Regions from separate parts of the Mus musculus genome. Here all the other regions are linked to region 1. A link is a contact called in public promoter capture Hi-C and targeted proximity ligation data. All regions are on one chromosome and are shown on one strand. The core of a region is the stretch at or near the end of the contact, and the rest is flanking DNA. Distances in the headings are between cores, read along the strand shown. Region 1 holds the start of Rbm4b (RNA binding motif protein 4B). Region 2 holds the start of Ankrd13d (ankyrin repeat domain 13 family, member D). Region 3 holds the start of Cnih2 (cornichon family AMPA receptor auxiliary protein 2). Region 4 overlaps Syt12 (synaptotagmin XII). Region 5 holds the start of Slc29a2 (solute carrier family 29 (nucleoside transporters), member 2).

Region 1 (4,700 bases), core at 1,431-3,930:
CTTCTTCAGGGATGGGGACATACAGACTCATGGTAGAGCAGTATTTGTGGGGCCCTTGGATGACCCCAGAACCAAAGGGCTGGGGCAGGAACTCCTTCCTTATGCTCCCCTGCGCATTTATGACCTCTTTCCACATCAAGTGAGAATTAGGAATGTTTAAAGTTTAACTGTCAGATTTTAAGTACTTTCCTAACCAGAGTAGAAGCAATCGTGGTTGCAAATAGCATTCAACTTTAATTAATATTGCTTTTATTGTCAAAATGCACATATTACCTCCCTGCCATCCTTTCACAGAGGCACACAGAGTTGTTTTATAATGGGGAAAGCATAGGGAATACACTTGTCAACTTGAGGTTAAGGACAGGAATCAGCTACAACGTTTAGGCTTTCAATAACTAAAGGCCAGGGTATTAGTGGTGAAGCTAGAATACATAATAGTGAGCCTCCAGTAAGCATCACTATTTGCATATTTACACTTTTCTGATTTAAGTTTACCTTTTCTCCACCAATTCATTGTTTTCTAATAAGAGGACCTTTGTATATTTAACTTTTAGGCCACAAAAAGATGTTGACTTAGGAACTAGAAAAGTAGACTTGAATTTGTGGTCCAACATGACCGTGTCAATAAAAGACTTGGATAACTACTAACCAATGAACTTCCTGCAATGTGGGTCTGATCTGTTTCCTAATACAGTAGCCATTCTCTCATTCTTGCCCACACTGGAAAAATCTAATTTGAAAATTTACTTGAATTAATTTAAATTTAGTAGCCACTTGTAACTAGTGGTTACTATAGTAACACGATTGCAAGTATTTTCAGACAAGATCCTATGGTACTGGTGATAATACTTATGATCAATATAAGCAATATAATAAGCTCTATAATGTCCTTGATGAAATTTCCCTAGAAGCAAGACCATCATTCCTATCCAATTTCTAAAGAAAAAAAGCTGTTTTCCTAGCCTGTTAAAGTAATAGATGGAGCAGAAGAACCTATGACCTGTTTCCTGGCTTTGCCTGTAGTAGCCCACAGACTGAACAAATTTGAACACCTCAAAGATACCCATCTACCCAACCAGACTCACCACAGATTCTCATACTGCGCTTCTTCTAGATTCCCTTTTTCCTCTTTACTACCACCAGCCATCCTCGAAAGCAGCAGAGGGTAAAAACTCTCAAAGGCTTCTGGGTCCACCACAAACCAGCAACAAAGTCCTAACCTCTAGCCCTTCTCACACTACCTAACTACTTCTCTGCCTAGGCAACTTAAGACTTGTGACAGTACTCAAGTGAATGAAGACCAAAGGCAGGCAGGCAGGAGCCCATGCAGTTGTGGAGAAGGAGCTTGGCGAATACAATGGGGAAGGCTTACTTCCCCAGAGTGAATTATGCTAAGAGTAGTAAACATAACCTGTTCTTTGCATTTAAAAGAATGGCAGAAGCCACTCTTGAAGCCCTGTGGTCTTGTGTTCTTCCCTCTGCCTTGAGCTAGAGACTCCACGAAGGTCTGCCACCCAATCCCCAGAACAGTTCACCTTGAAACTCTGTGTTGTCGAGGCCCCTGATGGCCTCCACCGCATCCTCTGCCCGCTCCATGTGTACAAAGGCATAATCTTTCACGATGTCACATTCGATGACTGGGCCGTACTCCTCAAACTTGGCCCGAAGCTCTTGGTTGGTACAAGTGGGGCTGATGTTGCCCACGTGTAACTTGGTTGAAGCTTTGCTCTTATTCTTGCTGGCTTCCACATTGATGTTCACTCCGTGCAGCTTGTAGTGGTGCAGGTTGCGTATGGCATCCTCAGCGGCCGTCTTGTCCTCTATGTGCACAAAGCCATAATTCTTAATGATGTCACATTCCAGCACCTTCCCGTACTGCTCGAAGAGTGAGCGGATCTCCTGCTCTGTGGCCTCCCGGGGCAGATTTCCAATGAACAGCTTCACCATCCTGACAAGAGCCTGGCAGAGAAGAAACAAGATTTTAAAAGTCAGGTGTGAAGTGAGAAACTGACACTACAGCACACCCCGACCCTCACAGTTCTTTTTGAGAGAGGAACTGCTGTGTGACAATGCCAACAGAAGGTCGGGGGTCAGAATGCACAACAAGGTCTAAGATATATATCCGTGAGGTCAGGCACATTGACTCTACAAGGTTAGCTCCTTCACGGTTTAGCACAGGGATGAAAGACAAGTGGAAGGCATGAAGTATCTGAATGTCCCTAGTTACGGGTTTTTGGAGGGAAATCTGTGTACCTCTCCACAGCGCGGTATCCCCTCCCACCATACTCCAAGAACGAAAGCCCTCTTTCACCCAACACTGGACCCCTATCCTCAGCGGCCCAACCTCCGCTGCAACATCCCAACAAAGACTCGGCCCGACCCCTGCCCCGCCCCCTCCGGAGACCCGGCCCCGCCTCCTTTCCTTGTCTTCCCGGGACCTTCCTCAGAAGATGAGTGGCCCCAAACCCGAGCCTTCCCGGCCCTCCGAGGTCCGGCCCAGTCCGCTCCAGGGCTTCCCACACACCCACAGCATCCTCTCCTACCTCCGGGTGGTGCCGGCGGTGGCGGCGGGTCCCGCGTCAGAGAGAACCCTACAAAATGGCGACGGCCGCTCGAGCCTCGGCGCGACCGGGCGCTTTCTCGCGCGCCAGCTCACGCACGCGCGAGTGCGCGCTGCCTGCCTCCCCTCCCCCTCGCAGGAGCGGGGCGACCAATCCTGCGGCCGCACACAACTGTCCGCCCCCCGTGCGGGGGCGGGGTCATGTGGTGACGGCACTGCGGAGCGAAGGTCAGCCCGCCCCCAGCCCGGGCTAGCCAATCACCGCCTTGGGAGTGGGTCGCGGCTTGCGCGTCAAGGGGGCTCAGGAAGCAACCATTGCCTTGGCAAAACCGTAAGGCCCGGGGGAGTCTCTAAGCATCACAATGGATCGTGGTATTGGGCGCACTGTCGAGGGGGCTGATGACAAAGGGTTGTGTCACTGGGCCCGCTAGAAGGGGGTTTTCTCAACCTCTGGCTGCTGAGAGCGATACTTCAGAAACCCAGGCACTACCACATCTTAACCTAATCTCTCCCTTGTTTGGGTAGGAAGGGGTAAGAATTCCCGTAAAACAATTTAATTTTCACTGCAATAGTGTTGTTCATTGGTGAAGAAGCTGAGACTGAGAGTGGAGTAGAAAGATAATCTGGGTTAGAACTAGGTTAGGTCTGAGGGAGGCATTTCTCTATCCAAACTATACTTTGTCATGTTTATTCATGAATATACGTGGGCTGGCTTTCCCTCGTAGTATCTGTCTATCCTGGTTCCTGAAATGTGGTGAGCATTACCAAGGAATACGTTGTCCAGAGGTCCAGGGAGAATCCAGGTTTGGGGAATGAGTGACAAGGGTTCCGCATCCGTCCCAAGCTGCCTGAGGCACAGGCAATTGTCAGGCTCCAGACTCTCTGTTGCGGTCCAAGGGCACCTCCTGGTGGCAAGCAGGGTACCAGCTTGGTGGATCACTATCACAAAGCAGCGGGCTTACAGACATTGAGGGATTGAATTCATCTCCTAGAAGAGGCACCGGGATGGTTGTTAGACCATCCCCATTGTTGTCAAAACAATTCCCCATTGTGGTAGTTCCAACACCAGCTCCTCCAATAGTATAGAGATCAGTTCCCCGAGTTGACTTCCTGCACCCAAGCTACTTGGAAACATTTCTTTACCAAATCCATGTTTCCCACTCATTTCAGAAGGCATTGTCTAATTGTAATTACACATTTTTAAAATTAATTTTTTTTGGTTTGTTTTTCGAGATGGGGTTTTCTGGCAGTCTTGGCTGTCCTGGAACCTCCTCGGGATCTGCTATCACCTAACCTTGTACATTGTATTTTGGGATCTCTTCCCAAATTTGTGGGGGCTCCACAACTAATGCTCTACTAACAGTTCCCATTTTTTTCTTTTTTAAGATTTATTTATTTATTTATTATATGTAAGTACACTGTAGCTGTCCTCAGACACTTCAGAAGAGAGAGTCAGATCTCGCTATGGATGGTTATGAGCCACCATGTGGTTGCTGAGATTTGAACTCCTGACCTTCGGAAGAGCAGTCCGGTGCTCTTACCCACTGAGCCATCTCACCAGCCCAGTTCCCATTTTTCTATACAATTTCATTTCACCCCCTTTCTCCCTCCCTGCCTCTTTTAGACATGGCTTTTCTGTGTAGTCAAGGCTGTCCAAGAACTGGCTGTGTAATCCAGACTAGCCTTGAACTCACACTCCTACCTCAGCCTCCCAAGTGCTGGTTAATTACAGGTGTGTGATATCATTTCTAGCCTCCAGTTTTATCGTTTTTTATTATGTGAGTTGGGTGGTGATGAGCACATTCAGGCGGCTCTGTGAGTTGGAGGCCAGCCTGGTCTAAGAGCAACTTCCAGAACACTAAGGGCTACAGAGAGAAGCAATGTCTCAAACAAACAGACAAAACAAAACCCCATACCCCAAGACAACCAAACCAAACCAAACCCTAACATGTGTAAGTAGTACCAAGTTCCCAGAAAAAAAGAAAAAAAGAAAAAAGCCCTGCTAGAATATCCTCCACTTGGAACACAGAGGCACTATGTTTGTCTGTTCTGTTTTTCCTGTCATTACCAAGGTCTGGTAGTAACTTTTCTAATTTTTGTCAGTTGAAAAGGTGTAAAGTTTTATTCACAACTCGACGTA
Region 2 (4,700 bases), core at 627-3,126, 470 kb after region 1:
AGGTGAAAGACGCCAGAGAGGAAAAAATGGAACAGTGTAGTAAGCCAGGCCACACTGAGGGAGCGTGTGAGGGAGGCCATGTTGTTGGTCAAGAGGTAAGGTGGAGCTGAACATGGCAGAGCACACATTTAATCCCAGCACTTTTGTGAGTTTGGGTCTAGTCTGGTCCTCAGAGAGAGAGTTCCTGGACAGTCTGGGCTAGTTAGTGAGACCCTGTCTCAAAAGACAAAACAACAAAAAAGAGGTGATGATAGCTCAGAGCACAGCTGGCCTGGAAGGAAGAGAGAAAGGCGTTTGGACTTGGCTTCTGACACCCTAATATGGCAGCATGGAATACCTAAGACCAGAGGTGTCCTGGAAGTGATATCAGATGGGAGTGGACAAGCTGTCAGCTAGGAGAGGGAGGTCCATGTGGAAAGAAGGGTCGATGTCAGAGCAGTAAAGACTGGCGGAGAGATGCTCAAGACTGCAGCAAGTCCTAGGCCGTCCAGGGCCAGGGTGACGATGCTGAGGAGGAAGTCTCTGACAGAAGCAGAGACCAGCAGGACCTAACTGCAGAGCTCTGGACCTTTAGAAGCTCAGGGCCTTGAGTTCCTCCCAAAGTCCAGACATCGTAGATGACCTGACCACAGCACACACGGTGGGTAGCCTAGATCCCGGACTGCTATAAACCACCCGATCGCAGGGAGAAAGGTGGCAATCAGGCTGAAGAGATGAGGACATCCTTGGGCAGGAAGGGAACCTCAGTTAGATGGCCTTTCTCCATCACACTAAGTTTAACAGATAGGGAGGTGGAGCCATCCGATGAAGGTGTTTGCTGCCAAACCTGACAACCTGAGTTAAAGGATGGGAGAGAACCAACTCTCAAAAGTTGGTTTTTCACCTCCACACTCATGAGCACCCCCACACAAAAATGAATGTAAGATTTAAAAATAGAGAAACAGACCAGAGTCAGTTTTGGAAAGTCTGGTTTACCCCCTCGCCACCCAGCAAGACCAGGATCAGAGAACCCATGGTAGGACTGAAGATAACCAAGGGTCCCAACTAAGCTGGCTGGCTGCTTGAACCCTAGATCCTGTGTGAGTGGAAGTGCCAGCCTTGTTTCGAAATTCTCCTTCCTTCCCTGTTGGCAGTAAAATGCAGCCTCTGCAAAATGGACTCCTGTGGTGGTAGCGTGCACCCTGGCCGATCACCCAGCCAGGAAGCTGAGCTTATGTCCCCCAACCCCAACAATATTCCTGTTCCTGATTCCTTGCTGTCTTCCAGGCATCAAGGCCAGACAGATCCTCGGGAAAGAAAGCTTTGACTGGTCAGCATTAGGGGTTGCTGCGGGGTGCCCATCTCCAGAAGCTAAGCGCCTGTGCTGGCAGGGATGAGGTCAAGATTTCCCATCCCACCCGCCTATAAAAGACAAGTCGGTGCTGATGGAACTCAGGAGTGGGCTAGACAGAAGGACACATTGTCAGCGGGGGTGGGGGGGGGTGGGGGCGGGGGGGGCTGCAAGAACAACAGACCCTGGCCCAATCCCAGTGCCACCGAGCCTACCCCACTCCCCTTCCGTTCCCTCCTCCCTCACCTTTCTGACCACTAAGAGATTTGCCCAGGGCCTGGGGCGCCCCCTGCGGGCACGGGTGGAGCTGCAGCTATGCCCCGCCCTCCGGAACAACCCCACCGACCATGGCGCTTCAAAATGAAGTTCCGGCTGTTCCTGGGGCGCATGTGGTTGCCCTGGAGACTGGACAGCACCCCACACACACTCCGCCCGCCCCCAGCGCGCAGGCCTGCAGTGGTTGCCGTAGCTACGGGAGGCGAGGGTGTGCGAAGCCCGACGCCACGCCCTAACTCCATGTAGCCCCGCCCCCAGATCCCCGCCCCGCCCTCCCTGCCGCCTTCGCTCTTGCTGCGGCGGCTTCTAGCAGGGGTCCGCGGGGCTGCAGCGGGTGCGGCTGAGGTGCGGCTCAGAGCGGAGGAGCAGGGGACGTGCCAGGCGCAGGCCAAGAAGGGCTGGGCCTTTCGCTCGGGATGCGGTGCTGAAGCCCAGCATGGCCGGCCTGGGCCCCACCTTCCCGCTGCACCGGCTAGTCTGGGCGAACCGGCACCGCGAACTGGAGGCCGCACTGCACAGCCGCAAGGTGAGGCCCTGAAGGGGATCCGATTCGGTTGGTTTCCTCCCCAAGCCCCGGTGCCAAAGTACGGAATCTACTCCGCAGCTCACCGCCCCTGCTGTGCTCCGCAGCTGCATCCTGACTCCTTAGGTCCAGCTCTTTCCAAATCCCTGGTCACCTGCCCTCGAGCTTGAGCATTTGTTTAGCGCATCTCCCTTGGTTGGGCCTTGCTCTGCTATCTGCCCCCTTCGTATTGCGTTAAGCTCAGGATTCACCCTCATCACCTCTGAGCTAGAATGAGGACAAGAACCGTGTTCTAGCCCTCAAGCTGGTCTAAACTCTCAGCATCCCTAGCCTGAATCTGTCTTGCTAGACTCCACCACCAGGCCCTCAACTCTGGATAGCAGAGGGCAGAAGAAATGAGCAGTTCCTTCCCACTGGCCCTTACTGTCCCCTTTACCCCGACACTTTCCAGTCCACATAGGCCACACTCTTATCTTCTCACTGACCTGGTTACCCATAGTAACTCCAGCCCTTTTCAATCCAGTGACCTCCTTGCTTTGGCCCTCTCTTGCCTTGTATTGAGTGACCCATCTCCCTTAGCACGACATTGAGCAGGAGGACCCCCAAGGGCGAACCCCCCTGGAGCTTGCTGTGACCTTGGGGAACTTGGAGTCTGTGAGAGTCCTCCTCCGACATAATGCCAACGTGGGCAAAGAGAGCCACCAGGGCTGGGCAGGTACTGTGCAGGGCAGAGGGTCCTCCCTTGAGACTAGCTTCCAGGTTGGTGAATGGGGGGCAGGGGGAGTAAGTAACCGTGCCTGGGGGCGCTAAGAGGGCTACCCCAGCAGTTGCTCATCTCCAGTCCTGCAGGAGGCAGTCAGCACTGGAGACCCTGAGATGGTACAGTTGGTACTCCAGTATCGGGACTTCCAGAGGGCCACACAGAGGTTGGCTGGCATTCCAGAACTGCTCAACAAACTCCGTCAGGTATTACCATAGAGTAAAGAAGTGGGGTATAACAGGCGCTCCGTCTTCCTGTGATAAGCCTGGCCTTGGAGGAGTATCTAGGTTGTGCGAGACGCTTTCCCACCATCTGTGTCTCAACCTCTGCCAAGGGTCATGTAAGAAATATGGGATCCCAGGCCCATGCAGATGAGACTGGGTCTTTTGCAAGGAAGACATTCACCAGCACTAAGGGTCCCTGATACCAGGAATCTCTTGGATAGAATGGTAGGCCTTGGGTCACCTAGAGAATGTAAATTTCCAGAAAGGTGACTGGGTAGAGATGGCCTGGACCCTGGAGTGCCTAGTCCTGTGCATCCGAAGCACACAAAGGACAGAGGCACAGTTGTGCTCCTCACATGTGGGAAGGTCTGGAAGGATCATTGTGTTCTCTTTACAGATAAAGGACTCAGACACAGAAAAGACAGAGGACCTCGTAGGGCCCCACAGTGGGCTATGGCCCATGTCAAAACTAGCTCTAGGCCCCCAATGCTTATAACTTTTATATGTGTAGATCATTTTAGGGCCTACTTGGGCTCTCTCCTTGGCATGGTTTGTTTGGAGTGGGAGTATAGCTGGGCCACAGCAGTGCATCAGAATTTGTGGGCTCCCAAAGAGTAGTTGTGAGGCCCAAGGCCTACTTGGCTGTGGCACCAGGCCATGGCTCCTAACAGGCAGCTCTGGTTTTTCTTAGGCCCCTGATTTCTACGTGGAAATGAAATGGGAGTTCACTAGCTGGGGTGAGTGGGGCTCAGTTGACCGCAGAGACTTGGAGTGGGCCATTTGGGGGGAGATTCCCAATGACTCTGAGACTTCTTTCAGTACCTCTTGTGTCCAAGATGTGCCCGAGCGATGTGTACCGTGTGTGGAAGCGGGGTGAGAGTCTGCGGGTGGACACTAGTCTCTTGGGCTTTGAGCACATGACCTGGCAGCGTGGCCGAAGGAGCTTCATCTTCAGGGGTCAGGGTGAGCTGTCTGTCACCTCAGATTCCCTGGTGGCTTTTAAGCATGTGTCCTTCTCTCTCTGTGCTCTCTGAACGTGGAGACCGAAGCTGAGGGTGGAGGGGATCCAGGGCCTGGGGGTTTATCTACTTAGCAACAGTTGGCTGAGGAGAGCTCACTGGTAGGACCTGGCACTAATATGGCCTCCTCCTGTGACACCCCTGCGGCTGACAGAGGCGGGAGCCTTGGTGATGGAAGTGGATCATGACCGGCAGGTGGTGCACACAGAGACCCTAGCTCCAGCTCTGCATGAACCAGAAGCGCTGCTGGCTGCCATGCGGCCTAGTGAGGAGCACGTGGCCAGTCGGCTCACCTCTCCTATTGTCTCCACCCACCTGGACACTCGCAATGTAGCCTTTGAGAGGTCAGTTGGGGCCTGGTACTATGGGTGGGGAAGGAGGAGAGATAAGAAGACACTTTTTTTTTTTTTTAAAGTTACGGACAGTCTCACTGTGTAGCCCAGGCTGGTCTTGAACCAGAGACCCTCCTGCTTCAAATCCTGAGTACCTTTATAAGTATGTGTCATCGTGCTCAGTGTAAACCACCATTGATAAAAGCACTGCCCACAGGGTCCCTGACACCCATGGG
Region 3 (4,700 bases), core at 604-3,103, 340 kb before region 1:
GGCACTTGGGGGAGGGCACCTTGTCCAGATGATGCCCCTGGAGCGGGCAGGAAGTGCCTCCCTCTCCTAGGGCATTTGAGTCTGTAGCTTTGGGGTGTCCTGGGCTCCCCATCTTCCTCTGGCCCATCTGCCTTCTGCTCTGAGTCCCAGTCCTGTCAGGGCCCCCGTGGAGGACATGCAGAGCCTGTGGCTGGGGTGGTCACAGGGACAGCTCCGCTGCTGCCTCTGGGTACCTTGAAAAGATGCCCACCACGCACCTTTCTTTGGAATGAGGGCTCCGCTGTCTGTCACTCACCCCCATGTATGCTGCACTGGGTTTCTCTTTCCTTTCTTCCCAATAGCAAGGGCCTCCCTGCCTCTGCTGCCCCTGGGTGCAGGCAGTAGCCAGGGGATCCAGGGCCTCAGATCCAGGGTCCTGCATCGGACCTCAGGACAGGTGCCAGGGCTGCGAGAGCCCCATAGCCACCTTTTCCTCATCTCTGCCTCACTCCATCGCTCCCACACAGCTTGAGCCGTCCAGCTGCGGTTAGGTCTTGAGCACATCTAGGGTAGGTGGGCGGATGGCTGCGGGGCCTGTGTCTCAAGCCGGGAGGGAGCCTGCTCCTGCCTCCCCCTGCCCTGCCTGAGCCAGGCCCATGTGCTGCCTGCCCACCGAGCCCCTTTGTCCCTGAGGAAAGCGGAGGCGGAAGGCCCACCTTGCCAAAGGCCGGGCACCAGCCTTAACCCTCACTCTGCCAGCACCACCTCCCTTTTCCGAGGCAGCACATCTGGCTTGTTCTTCCTCCATTCCTCAGAGCCTGACAGGGCCAGACCTGCTTCTCTGGGGAATGTGGGTGCAGCTTGGGGTTGTGGGGCTCTTCCCCCTCCCAACTCAGAATCCTGGCCCCCACCCTCTGGCACAGCTTCCTGTAGAAAACCTTTGGTCTTTACCTAAGAAGCCATGTCCTTTGTGCTGTCTCTTGCCAGTCTCACCCTACAACCTGTCCTCCCCCTCCAGTGTGTATTTAAGTCCCTGGGCTGCCCCTCTGGGAGGGAGCCTCTTCTCCCAGGTTCCCCTCTGATGTCACATCAGGCATCTTGCAAGGAAAAGCCACTTGGGGGAAGATGGAAAAGGATGAAAAAATAAATTTCCACTGGCCCTTGGATAAGCCAAGGGTTTTTGCAAGGAAGCGGTGGTGACTGAGTGTGGTCTATGGTCAGAGTCAGCTTTGAGTTGCTGGGTGGAACTGGAGTCCAGAGTTTGGTGTGATGCATGGGGGGTCCTGGCTTGGACTGTATCTTAAGCTTGCTGGTAAAAGCCCTTGACCCACATACTGGGGCTGGGAAAGCCTGCTGTGCGGCTATGGGATGTCCCCAAGGGCCCAGCATGAATCTGTCAGAGGGAGGCTGGCAGGAGGCCGTCAGGTGAGCCACCAACATCCACTGGGACAGGCGTTCAAGGCATGAAGTTAGAAGCAAGGAGCAGGCGTTGGTCCCCCTGCATTTAGTCTTCCCCTCCTCCAGTCCCCGACTTTAGTCCCCTCTTGTGGCTTGAAGCCAGATGCCAGCTATCCTGAGCTTTGACAAGCGCTGCTTTACATTAGGACCTCAGTTGTATCCCCCTGAGCCAGCACTCTGTGGAGACGGGAGTACAGAATGTGGCTATAGTGGGCTTAGTTGTCCGAAAGTTGTACCAGGAACGGGCTTCCAGGTCTGCATGTTCTGGAGGTGCACAAACACTGGGCTCATTGGGGTGAGTGGCTGTGCTGGGCTGATGAGGCTGGCGGAGGGGCGCTCTGAGTCTCAGCCCCGCCCGAGGCCGCTGCACGGCGGCCCCGCCCCCGGCTCCGCCCCGCCGGCTTCGCGGGCTGGAGAGCGAGGGAGCCGCGGGCGAGGGATCGCAGGATGAGCGATCGGGGCCCGGGCAGCCGGCAGCGGACGCGCCCCCCGAGCCCCACGGCCCGCGCCCCGCGTCCCCCACGGCCTCGTGGCCCTGGTCCCGGACGCGCTGTCCGTGTCCCTAGAGTCCGGTGGGCCATGCCCGTCCGGCCCTAAGTGTGGGCCGGGGGGCGTCCCCTTGCGCCCAGACCCCGCGCTGGCGCCCCCCGGGCCACCGCCCGGCGCGGGGGCCATGGCGTTCACCTTCGCAGCATTCTGCTACATGCTCACCCTGGTGCTGTGCGCCTCCCTCATCTTCTTTGTCATCTGGCACGTAAGACTGGGCTTGGACTGGGGGCGGGGTGGGGGGCAAGTGGGCTTATGGAGCAGGAGGGGGCTGGGGCTGATGGTATCAGTGCTCCGGGGAAACTTGAAAGGTCTTTTCCACTAGCCCCCATGGTTTCTGTTCGCACCCCCCAACACCCCCTTGTCGTTGGCTTCCTTCCCCCGGGGCAGCCCCCCCCTTCCTTCACCGCCCCCGCCTGTCTGTGGGTATGTCAGTAGGTCCTGACCCTCTCCTTGCTTCATCCAGTCATTGGGCAGGGGCGGAATTCTTGATCCTTCTATATTCTCATCCATCCACCCCCGTCTGTCCATCGGGCAGTTTGTCTGTGTGCCCCCCCAGCCCCCCCGCTGAACCCCTCTCCTTTGTGGGTTTTTCCAACCAGAATGATGGAGATGGTTGCTATGGCAACTGCATCTGTTTACAAGACCCGCATATCTTAGAACCCATTAACCCTGTCCCCTCCTGGACCCCTCTGACCCAAGTGGGATAGGTTCGAAGCAGCTCAAGAAACCTAGCTCCCACCTGGTCTCACTCTGACTCTCCAGCTTCCTTCTGATTCCTTCACATACGTGCCTTTTGTCTTTCATGTCCCTCACTCCTGGTCTGCCCTCACCCTGGCCTAGCCTCACACCTCACTCTTCAGAATGTCTCTTGTCTCATCTCAAATGGTTTCCCATTGGAGAGGGTTCTTGTACCTAGTTCTCTCCTGGGCTTTCCCAAGGGCCTCCTCTACCTGGTTCTTTCTCCTCTCTAGAACTGTGAGCCTCTGGCTTACTGTTGAGGTCTCTGCCGGCTCCTTCCAGCTGCCCCTCCTCCAATGCACTCAAACGGGTCCCATACAGGCCTGTCTCTCTGTTGTAGCTACTAGCATGCACATCTCCTGGTCTAATCCTCTTTTAAGTGTTCTCTTATCTGACTGCATCCAGCGTGCCTCCGTCCCCTCTTGCTTTACCTTTCTTGCTCTCCATTTCTTGTGTCTTTCTGGGACTTGCTGCCTCCCAGAAAGCACCCTGTCTCTTCCTTTGTCCTCCCCTCCTTCCTCTTTGACAGGTACTAGATCCTGAGCCCCCACAGGCATCTCCAGACACACACCATCTCCAGCCCAACCCCTCACTTTGCTCCAGTCTTGATCTAGGTCTCCCAGTTGGGTTTCTTGTCCTCTGCTCCGTTTCTCTCTTCCTCCATCACTTCGAATCCATTATGCGCTTCCTGTCCCAGGCCCCAGGGCCTTGGACAGTTCTGTGGGGGAAGAACAACTTGGGTCCTAAGAATTAGAAAAAATGGGGGGACCCAGGCAGGATAGCTAACTAGCTCCTGAAATTCAAGGAGCCCCTTCCCACTCACAACTCCACTTTCCCTGGTGGGGCCCTTCTTAGGAGCTCAGAGCCTGCCTAGGACAGTTGCATAGCAGCTGCGGGGGAGTCAGGCTGCATAAGACCTGGACCTTGCAAAGTGTCCAGGCCGAGATGAAGTCTCCTGAGGTTGGGAGCAGCATCTCTGTTCTCTCGACAGACCTTTCTGGGACCCCTTCCACTGTGAGGCACTGAGCTTTTCACCCATTTAGCTTGGTCCTCTTATCAGGCTTATCAGTAAAACCAGGGCTTGCACATGCAAAGTCCAGGAGAGAGAGCGTGGTCCTCAGGTCAAAGCTGTTCAGAAGTAAAACCCCAGGACCCACTAGTCACTAGGCAACCCTGGTGAATGACGTGTGTCAGCTGTCACAGTGGAGAATTGTTTGTTCCGGGGTTGGGGGTGGGGGGAGACGATGCTGAGTCAGCGCCAGGCAGCCTGGGGGGGGTGGGAGGCTCGACACCCTCTGCCTACTGGTGGTGCCAGTTCGGGGGCAGACAGACGGTACCCTTCCGCCCCTGCTGGACCCTGTTGCTGTATCTCTCAGGCAGGCAGCAGCCCAGAGTCAATGAGGAATTGGGGGAGGGGCTCCAGATGGCCCCAGCTCCCTCCAGGAAGCCCATGTTCTTTTCCTCTAAACCGTATGGGGTCTAGGATGTTTGGGGGTGGTGGGCCTGCTGCCTCATCCTGGAGCTACAGGGGAAGGAAAGGGACTCCCCTTCCCCCTCAGTCAGGCTTCTCTGCCAGCCTGCCTCCCCCAGGTTACCTGCAGTTCCTTCCAGGTCCACAGCTTCATCTCAAATATCTGCTCCCTCAGGAATTTCTGAATACACCACCATCCCCCAGACACAGACACACCATAATAGAAGGTATCTTGGGGCCTTCTACTGTCACTCCCCCTATCACACAGGCCCTTTGAAACTGGCTACTAGAGAGCAATGGGTAGCCATTTCCATGACTACCATCCTTCTCACTTAAGACCACCATGCAATGAACCCCTCCCTGGACACAAAGCAGGCCAGCCTGCCCTTCACTGATCTGCCCTTGTATGACAAAGTGGGTAGTACTTTTAACTGGGTTATAACTTTACTACCTAGTAGCCCTTGTGGCCCTGGACAAGATACCTAACCTGTTTTCTCATCTGTAA
Region 4 (4,700 bases), core at 1,399-3,898, 300 kb after region 1:
CTGAGTCATCTCTCCCACCCTTGTCTTCTGTCATCTTCCTTTAAATCACTAGTGAGGGACTATATCCTGGGATTCTTACCTCGTCCTCTTCTTTTGGACCCAAAGATTGCTGTTGTTGTTTGTTTTGAGAACATAGCTCAGATACCGGAGGCTGACCTTGATCCTCTGTTTCTACCTCCAGTTTTTGGGAGTCCACAGAATGGATCTCTTATAAGCACCACCTGTCAGTAAAAACCCAATGGCCCATGAGCCAAGGCAACCAATAGGAGCTGGGACATTGGCAGGAAGAGAGAGGATTCTTGAAAATAGTAAGAGATAAAAGAGAGACAGGAAGAGAGTCACATGGGACGAGAGGAAAAACGAGATGAGGACACACTGAGGTGCCTGAAAGAGAAATGCTGGGAGATCTGAGGGAGACTCTGAGGAGATGCTAAGAAAGAGGCTGGCCAGGACTGAAGAGAAGTAACCGAGTGCTAGGCATAGACTAGTTTGAATGGCTAAATAAGTTACAAGCTAGTGAGGGAATGAACCAATTGAATAATAATTAGTCTCAGAGTTGTTGCTGTTGGGAACTAAGTGGCTGGGGGGGGGGAGCATTTATGGTTTTTACAGGATTATAAGCGTGTTCCTCCATATCGAGCAGCTTTTCCTTTTTATAGGTGTCATTGCAGTTGACATTTTTATGTAAGGAGTTTTGTTACAATAATAAGCAGTATGAGACAATGCCTTTTTCCATTCTGGTTAAGGGGAGAAAACTAAGCTAGATGTAGTTGGTGCGTGACTGTAATCCCAGCATTCGTGGAGTTAAAGATGGGGGAGCACGAGTTCCTCCGCAGCCTGGGATACAGTAGCAAGTTCCTGTTTGCGGAAGAGAAAGAGAAACAATGTCCTTAAGTGCTGGTCCCTCTGATGGTTTTGTGAAAGGAGAGCCTGGGGTATCTTGAACAGAGTAACCAGCATCAATCTCCTTGCTGTCACCTAGCGATGGTGCCTCAGCCCCATATGATGCTTCCCTGTCCCTTTTGTTCACCCTCAGCGGGTCCCTCCTTGGAATGACCAGCGGACCACTACTCGGGGACCACCCAGCCGCAAAGGCAGCCTTAGTATAGAAGACACCTTTGAAAGCATCAGTGAGCTGGGACCCCTGGAGCTGATGGGCCGGGAACTGGACTTAGCCCCCTATGGTACTCTCCGAAAGTCACAGTCGGCTGACTCTCTGAATTCCATCTCCTCTGTGAGCAACACCTTTGGGCAGGATTTCACCCTGGGCCAGGTGGAGGTGAGCATGGACTATGATGGAGCCTCCCACACCCTCCACGTGGCAGTACTACAAGGCAAAGACCTCCTGGAGCGCGAGGAGGCCACCTTCGAGTCCTGCTTCATGCGTGTCAGTCTGCTGCCAGACGAACAGATCGTGGGCATCTCCCGGGTAAGTGGGGCGGGGACAGAGGTGCACTGGGCTCCCTGAAGCTCTCCTGGGAAGCTGATGTCTGGGCTAGTGGGCAGATTTGCAGTACCAGACAAGATGACAGGGGGCGCTGGAGAGCAGATCAGAATGTGGATTCAGAGTAGGATGGCTATGCCTAGAACCAGCTTTGTGTTCCCGCTGTGTATAGATTTCAATCTTCCTATCACTCAAGGACAGTGTCCACCTCCACATCTGTTAACATGGAGTCTTGGCAGGAAGAAAGATGGGCTGCTCATTTGGTTGATCTGGGAGAGAGCTCACTAACAGCCTTATCTGCTTTGGAGTGGATGGAGGAGGAGGGGTAGGTAGCCTCAGTGTCCGTATGGCTACATGAATTTGTTCACAAAAAGGGAGGCCCACCCCGGAGACCGAAAAAAGCATGAGAGGAAAGTGAGTTTCTGGACCCCAAATGAAAGGGCCACCTTTTTAGGAAGGGCTGTGTTCTGTTGTGGGAAGGTGTGGTCAGCCCCTCAGAGAAACTGAGACAGGCTTTGGAAGATAAGCACATGATCTCTCTTTTCTTCTGGTGACCCTGGTGGCTCACCCTGCTGGAAGCTGGTGACTAAGGGAGCATGCTGGCGTGGCCCTTGACTGTTAGGCTCTGTATTAGACCAGGACCCTCAAGATCAAGTTCTCAGCACAAAGATTTATTTGCCCGTTTATCTGGCAGAGAGCAGGGAATAAGAGGCAAATACAGGAGACAGAGACTGAGGGAGAAGGGGAGAAAACAAGGGGAGGGGAAGTATTTGTCCCAGAGGACGAAGGACTGCCTCTGAAACGGAGACGGGTGAAGCACGTAGGAACATAACGAAGAGCCGCTGTCAGGTCTGACATGCATTATGTTGCTCTTAGCCTGAGCCATGGGGAGGATTTTGGGTGACTCAGGATATGTCCTTTGAGGAGGGACATTGCTGGACAGAAGCTTGCTCTGAGTCAGACCACTGTGTGAACAACACGGTTCCATATTTGTTTGAAGGATGCAGTTGCTGCAGGGAGAACCTTCCCAGAGCCTGGCAGCACTAGGTGAGATCAAAGTGGCTAGAAGCTAAGTAGAGTCTGTTCCCAGGATGGCAGGCTTCATGACGTTGCAGCCTAACAGTCTAACTGTGGGGATGGGGTGTTGCCTCCAGGCCAAGCAACCCCCTCAGCTTCAGAGAATGTGCCAGGGATGAGAGCCGCTCTCTAAATACCACCGCGCAGTGACTCAGGCGGCCCCCCACGGAAGGGCAAGCAGAGCCTCCCATGTAGCTCCCTGAGGAGCCCACAGCTTCCTGGGAGGAGGCCAATGACATCTAAAAGCTGGGGGATGAAGCGTGCCCAGCCCTGCCTAGTCACTCCATTCATCTGTCTATCTGTCCACTCATCCATCCATCCTGTGACAATCAGGAAGGCTTCGCCAGGATCTACAGGGCACTGTGGCATTCATGGCTGTTTACAGAAGATTGTCTAGCTCCTACTGCCTGCCTGCCCCCAAGGCTCTGCTGAGTCAGCAGACAGGAGAGAAGGAGAGTGGGTCTGTCACAGCATCATGTGAGGATGGAGATGACTAGGAGTCCATTATGGAAGCTTCTAAGGCCAGGCAATGGGTTGACTACAAGCAAGAAGGGGATATTGGGGATGTTTAAACCTTCACAGTAACCTCAACCTTTGGGACATAGAGGCAGCAAGATAAGGAACTCAGGGCTGTCCTTGGCTACATAATGGATTTAGGGTCATTTAGGCCTATGTGGGATCCTGTCTCAAAGCAACCAAAACCCAATCAAACACCACCAACAACCAAAACCTCCCAGGACTGCCAGGCATGGTAGACTCATACTGCAGCTCTGGAGGCTGAGGCAGGAAGATGGTTAAATTCAAGACAAAAGTCTGTGCAAAATAGTACGTTCCAGACCAGCCAGAGCTGCATAGTAAGACCCTGGCTAAAAAAAAAAAAAAAAAAAAAAAAAAGGAGGAGGTCTCTGTGAGTTCGAAGCCAGTCTGGTCTACAAATGAGTTCCAGGGAAGGCAGGGCTACCCAGTGAGACCCTGTCTTGGAAAAGGAAAAGAGCAGGGAGGTGCAGTATGGAGGCTGATGCTTGTAACCCTAGCCTTCTGCAGTTAGTGCAGTGAAGCTAGTGCAGTATGGAGGCTCATGCTTGTAACCCTAGCCTTCTGCAGTTAGTGCAGTATGGAGACTCCTGCTTGTAACCCTAGCCTTCTGCAGTTAGTGCAGTGAAGCTAGTGCAGTATGGAGGCTCATGCTTGTAACCCTAGCCTTCTGCAGTTAGTGCAGTATGGAGACCCATGCTTGTAACCCTAGCCTTATGCACTTAGTGGCAGGAAGGTCAGGAGTTCATCCTGACCTATGTGAGATCCAGTCCGAAAAGAAAAACAAAATTAAACAAACAAACCTTCAATACTGAGCCACCAAAAAAAAGGACGTAGAACTGAGATGGTGGTACCAGGAAGCCCCTCCACGGCCCCTTCTCTCTGTAGATCCAGAGGAATGCCTATTCCATCTTCTTCGATGAGAAGTTCTCTGTCCCCCTGGATCCCACAGCCCTGGAGGAGAAGAGCCTTAGATTTTCTGTGTTTGGTATCGACGAGGATGAGCGGAATGTGAGCACCGGCGTGGTGGAGCTGAAGCTGTCCGTTCTGGATCTCCCGCTGCAGCCCTTCAGTGGCTGGCTATACTTGCAGGACCAGAATAAGGTATCGCCTACTTTTGCCTGCTGGTTCCCCCGGGGAGAAAGTACCCTCACCCACTGCCTGGGAGAGATGCCAGTATCCTGTCCCTCAACTGGACCCTGACAGCGTTAGAACAGAGACAGGGTCCCAAGCCACACCCTAGGGAAGCCACTCATTGCATGTGCTGACAAACACATCCTACAGACACCGCTGTTTACAGCTCTTTTAGTTTACACTGCATTTATTTCTTTACTGTGTTTTCTGTGTGTATGAGTGTACAGGCATGCACATACACACAGGGAATGCATGTGGAAGTCGGAAGACCACATGTCTTCTACCAGTTGGTTCACCCCTTCACCATGTGTGTTGTTGGTATTGATTCAGGTCACTGGAGCTAGTGGAAAATGCTTTTTACCCACAGCGCCATCCCTGGACCTCTTCTCGGTTCTTTCTTTTTTCTTTTTTAACATTTATTTATTTCTCTTTCTTATTTTTGTTTTATTGAGGTGTTTGGTTGGTTGGTTTTTCGAGACAGGGTTTCTCTGTGTAGCCCTGGCTGTCCTGG
Region 5 (4,700 bases), core at 1,105-3,604, 270 kb before region 1:
TGCTGCTCAGAAGAGGGCAGAGGACATCAGGGGGCCACCAGGAGCAGATGGCAGAGGGGGCAGGGCAGGGGAGCTGGAGTGATGAGGTGGGAGCAGGGAAGGAGAGGAGCAGGAGGTGTCCCGGGCCTCTGTGACTGTGACAGGGAGAGGGTGGTTGGGGCTGGTTCTCACCACTGATACAGGAAGGAGTTGAGGAGCGTGAAGAGCAGTAGAGGCAGCTGGGACAGCAGTGTCACCCAGTTGTTGAAGTTGAAAGTGTCTGTGGGACTGGTGTGGTTGGTGCCCATGGTCTCAGCACTGCTGTTGGTCCCTGCTAACCGCCCCTGGAAGTACTGCCACACAGAGACGGTGTAGACAGTGTAAGGTCAGAAAGCACCCCCCCACACTTGTCAATTGAGCATCTTTGTTTGGTTAACATCTGTGGGGCTGTCTTTGTTTGTTTTTTTTTTTCGAGACAGGGTTTCTCTGTATAGCCCTGGCTGTCCTGGAACTCACTTTGTAGACCAGGCTGGCCTTGAACTCAGAAATCTGCCTGCCTCTGCCTCCAGAGTGCTGGGATTAAAGATGGCTAACTGCTGCGCCTGAGCCCAAGGTCTTGCTGCATCTCTGGGTTCCATCTCCTTTTCAGTGTCCTGGACCTAGCCTCCATTCCCCTGCTATAACCACCTCAACCCTTATTCATTCCATGGGTACTTATTGAACATCTACTGTATGCGAGGCCTTAGCTTGGGAACTAAGCCAATCCGTTTTCTCGGGCACACAGAGCCCAGCACTCTTATGCGTACCCTGCCTGCAAGGCAGACCTCACGGTTTAGCATCCTTCCATTCTGGTAAGCTGCAGGCTCCAGATCTTTCTCTAAATAGGATGCGCTTTGCTTCCACCCTTTGTCTGCTCAGTTCCTAATTTACAAATCTTTTCTATGAAGCAGAAGAAATTTCTTTTGAGAACCTTTATAGCTCTCTGCTTCAGGGTGGAATGGCCTGGCACGTGTCTTGTTTCATTATTAATAGCCCTGGCTCTGTGTCTCTCAGATTCAGTAGCTGATCCATCTTTGGGTATCAGGGTCCAGCACCGATGCCAGCACTCCACAGACACCTGGGAAGTTAACCCACTGAATATGTTTGAATAACCCTATTCTAAAGAAAACACAAAAGTTAGGCAGTGGTGATGCACGCCTTTAATCCCAGCACTCAGAAGGCAGAGGCAGGCAGATCTCTGAGTTCGAGGCCAGCCTGGTCTACAGAGTGAGTTCTAGGACAGCCAGGGCTACACAGAGAAACCCTGTCTCGAAAAAAACGAAAACAACAACAACAATAAAACAAAAAGGAGAAAACAAGCTATAGATTTCTGCCTTTCTATAAAAGAATGCATGCTTTGGGGAATCGGGCCTTCCTCCACATCTGTCTACAGTAGTTGCTCATTAATTATTAGTTGAATGACTGTAACTCATGTCATTGCAAAGAAAGCCAAAGGCTTGGAAAAAAGACACTTTGGAGTGACTGGCCAAAAATAACGACAAAGGGCATGGGATGGAAACTCCTTTGCTGGTCAGACTCCCTACGTGGATGGCCCTGCACCTCTGAGATCTGTACCTTCCTAAAAGTTTGCCTAGCCAGGGGAGAGGCGGTTCCCTCTATGAGGCTTGGTGCTGTCCCTGACAGGCTGAGCTGTAGTAAGTGGCCTGGTGAGGAAAGTGGCTCAGTTCAAGACGGCTGGAGGGATGTTGGTTTGTGGCCATGAGGTTGCCCAGCGGCCGCGGGTCTCACCGGGATGGCGGTAATGAAGAAGTTCCAGGGGAGAAGGGTGCCCAGTCCCAGAATGAAGAAGCTGATCCCAACCAGGTGGTAGCTGTGGGGATCAATCAGAAGGTCACCCCGAGGACGTACGCCTGGGCCGCCCTAGCCGCCCCTCAGTAGAACGGACTACAATCCCCATCACCCTGGCTCAAGCAGCTAAGGGAATCGGCTGATGGGAATTGTAGTCCCGTTCGTCTTTGAGCCCAGGAGCATCAAGACGAGCGGGAATTCAAAGGCTCGTGGCCACCTGGGCCACGGTACGCAGCACATGGGTTCCCACCTCACCTGTCCCGAGGGGCGTTTCCCCGCGCCATGGTTGCCGCAGTCCTATTGCACCAGGCCCACAGAAGGCGGCTGCACCTGCGCCTACGCAGGGCTGGGAGGCCGAAGGAGAGCGACGCTGGTCGGTGTCCAGGAATCCCAAGGTCGGAGCGCCGTAGCGGAGGGTCGGGGTTGGGTTACACTGCGGACCACGTTTTGCAGGCTCGGACCTCGGCTCCGCCTCCAGGGCGGGAACAAAGAGCCATTGCTCCCCTCCCCCGGACGCCCGCTCTCCAGACTCCGCCTCGCTGGTGGCTGTGCCTTTAGGGTATTAGGTTCCGCCTTCTAGCTTGCTTCCGCGCCTGAAGCTGTGTCTCACCGCCGTCCCTTCGCCTCGCACCCGTCTTCTCCTTAGGCACGGGTCCGGAATCTCTGGGGAAGGGATAAGGACTGCGCAGGAGGGAAGGGGTCCGGTGGTTGTTGGGCACAGTCGATCTAGCTGGGAGGTTCTTCCTCTTGGCGTGTTCTAAGGTTTGGAGCCCTCTAAGCTCTAAGCAGATTAGGAAGTAAGTCCGACCAGAAGGAAGAAGCCAGTGTCATCAATTGTCGCAGAAGGTCCCAGCGCGGTGCTCCGAGGGAGTTCCCCCAGAGGTCGAGGCACTTTTGCAAACGAAAATCCCCAACATATGTGGAAGACGGACAGATAGGCCCTCCTACGGTACCTGGGTCCAACAAGGAGGATTGAACAAAGGCTCTGGAGGGAATCGTGGCCCAGGTGACGTTCGGCCCCCTCCCCTGTAGTCGCCACTGCCACCCTCAGGAGTGCTTAAAAACCTAATTTTCACTAGGCGTGGTGGCGCACGCCTTTAATCCCAGCATTTGGGAGGCAGAGGCAGGCGGATTTCTGAGTCCGAGGCCAGTCTGGTCCACAGAGTGAGTTCCAGGATATATTCAGGACTATACAGAGAAACCCTGTCTCAAAAAAACGAAAAAAAAAAAAAAAAAAAGAAAAAGAAATATATTTATGTGGACTGGTGAGAGCGTTTGCTGCCAAGCCTGATGCCCCGAGGCCACGCCCAGGACCCATATGTTAGAAAAACTGAAGCGACTCCAGCAAATTGTTCCCTAACCTCCACACAAGCACAGTGGCACACGTGCTTCTAAGTAATAAATACAAATAAATATGAATATATAAAAGTATATATATACAAGGTTATATAAATGTGTGTCTTCTAAAGAATATAGTTTTTTAGAATGTTTTTCCTATGTATCAGCCAGACCATGCTGTTACTATCCCTGTTCTGTCCTGTTCCCGGAATCTAGCCACCAGGCTTGGCTCATCGAAGGTGGTTCCTTAGATCATGGTGGACTGCAGATGACTGTGTGGTACTGGGAACTGAACTCAGAGCCCTGTGCATGCGAGGCAAACACTCTTACCCCTGGGCTGCATCTAACCCTAGCTGGTGACGTTAGGGAAAAGACAGCAATGGATTACACTGGGAAAGACAGTTACTCTTTAAGTTTTCTTTCCAGACTTCCATTATGCCAAGAGGGACAGTCTTGAGTTCAGTTCTAACAGGTTTTCAAGGCCTCTTCATCCCCTCTGCCTTGAGCATCTCTCGACAGTTTTACCTACACACAGTTAGTCACTTGCATTTTTCGAATGCTTATTCTAATAACTATTACTGACCTGTTTCCTACTTGACAGTGATAGGAGAGTGAGTCAAAGTGGGACAGGGGGTGGGATGTTGCCCTGGCACCATCTTGAAGATGGAGATGAGGGTCTGGGGAGCAGTCTGTTGTCTTGGGCTGGGATGGAAGGGGATGAGGCGTTTCAGAGAAGGAACGGCCTGTACCAGGACCGGGGACAGGAGAGTGCTGGCACACTATGGGACATACTAATAGATCCCTTTGGCTGGGAGGAGTTGGATTTTACCTCAGATTCTCAGCTCAGCCTGACTGGGGATCTGTAATTAACCAATATTTTGCTTCTACTTTGTGGCGAAATGCTGTGCATAACAGAACCCAGGCAGGACAATTTTTGATGGCACAGTGACATCCTAAGGGAGGCAAGAAAGGAAAACACTTAGTAATAAAATAATAAGTATGTGATTGGTTAGTGCTCAGACACATGAAGCAGTCACAAGCTTAGCCCCTCTTTATAAAACCAGTTTTAAACACACGGCAGGGGCACCAAAAGCAGACTCTTAAAGGCCACTGGTGTGGGCTGGAGAGATGGCTCAGCAGTTAAGAGCACTGACTGCTCTCGCACAGGTCCTGAGTTCAATTCCCAGCAACCACATGGTGGCTCACACCATCTGTAATGGGCTCTGATGCACACTCTTCTGGTGTGTCTGAAGACAGCTACAGTGCACTCACATACATAAATACATAAATAATATTTTGCCGGACGTGGTGGCACACGCCTTTAATCCCAGCACTCAGGAGGCAGAGGCAGGCGGATTTCTGAGTTCAAGGCCAGCCTGGTCTACAAAGTGAGTTCCAGGACAGCCAGGGCTACACAGAGAAGCCCTGTCTCAAAAAAACAAACAAAAAAAAAAAAACAAAAAAAACAAAAAACAAAAAAAGCAAAATCCCAAAAAATCCTGTGTCCTGAGGATGTGCCATACTGGAATGGAGAC

What was found. Promoter capture Hi-C pulls out the DNA fragments that hold promoters and counts their contacts.
Region 2: a contact with region 1 is called in a targeted proximity ligation map of pancreatic cancer cells. A contact is called at or near these places in 3 of 130 datasets of targeted methods (bone marrow-derived macrophages, memory CD8 T cells and pancreatic cancer cells).
Region 3: a contact with region 1 is called in a targeted proximity ligation map of pancreatic cancer cells. A contact is called at or near these places in 2 of 39 promoter capture datasets (pre-B cells and stem cell-derived epiblast-like cells), 3 of 130 datasets of targeted methods (bone marrow-derived macrophages, memory CD8 T cells and pancreatic cancer cells) and 1 of 9 other capture datasets (adipose tissue).
Region 4: a promoter capture Hi-C map of second pharyngeal arch cranial neural crest shows a contact between it and region 1. A contact is called at or near these places in 7 of 39 promoter capture datasets (the 3T3-L1 cell line, the C10 cell line, the HPC-7 cell line and 4 more), 1 of 484 Hi-C or Micro-C datasets (brown adipocytes), 7 of 130 datasets of targeted methods (the NIH/3T3 cell line, astrocytes, bone marrow-derived macrophages and 2 more) and 3 of 9 other capture datasets (adipose tissue, embryonic stem cells and macrophages).
Region 5: a contact with region 1 is called in a targeted proximity ligation map of memory CD8 T cells, with 64 read pairs. A contact is called at or near these places in 4 of 39 promoter capture datasets (the C10 cell line, erythroid cells, hippocampal neurons and 1 more), 7 of 484 Hi-C or Micro-C datasets (B cells, CD4 T cells, CD4 single positive thymocytes and 4 more), 23 of 130 datasets of targeted methods (the 230-238 cell line, the NIH/3T3 cell line, T-cell acute lymphoblastic leukemia and 14 more) and 4 of 9 other capture datasets (adipose tissue, embryonic stem cells, liver and 1 more).

What each region holds. Positions count from the first base shown.
Region 1 is chr19:4,754,505-4,759,204 of GRCm38.p6, reverse strand. Rbm4b (RNA binding motif protein 4B) reads right to left here and starts at 2,680. Exons shown (of 4, transcript NM_025717.3): 1 at 2,544-2,680; 2 at 1,536-1,959. The coding sequence starts at 1,947. The region is part of intron 2 of Gm21992 (predicted gene 21992); the gene reads left to right.
Region 2 is chr19:4,280,313-4,285,012 of GRCm38.p6, reverse strand. It overlaps Ankrd13d (ankyrin repeat domain 13 family, member D), which reads left to right and starts at 1,876. Exons shown (of 15, transcript NM_026720.2): 1 at 1,876-2,132; 2 at 2,709-2,844; 3 at 2,971-3,095; 4 at 3,805-3,850; 5 at 3,933-4,076; 6 at 4,287-4,476. The coding sequence starts at 2,043.
Region 3 is chr19:5,095,674-5,100,373 of GRCm38.p6, reverse strand. Cnih2 (cornichon family AMPA receptor auxiliary protein 2) reads left to right here and starts at 1,853. Exons shown (of 6, transcript NM_009920.4): 1 at 1,853-2,191. The coding sequence starts at 2,111. It overlaps Rab1b (RAB1B, member RAS oncogene family), which reads left to right. Exons shown (of 6, transcript NM_029576.3): 6 at 1-1,167.
Region 4 is chr19:4,453,224-4,457,923 of GRCm38.p6, reverse strand. Syt12 (synaptotagmin XII) reads left to right here. Exons shown (of 8, transcript NM_134164.5): 4 at 1,037-1,429; 5 at 3,944-4,159. Among named protein-coding and RNA genes, the nearest start is that of Rhod, 16 kb to the right of the region's middle.
Region 5 is chr19:5,021,660-5,026,359 of GRCm38.p6, reverse strand. It overlaps Slc29a2 (solute carrier family 29 (nucleoside transporters), member 2), which reads right to left and starts at 2,354. Exons shown (of 12, transcript NM_007854.3): 1 at 2,083-2,354; 2 at 1,768-1,849; 3 at 172-332; 4 at 1-2. The coding sequence starts at 2,111.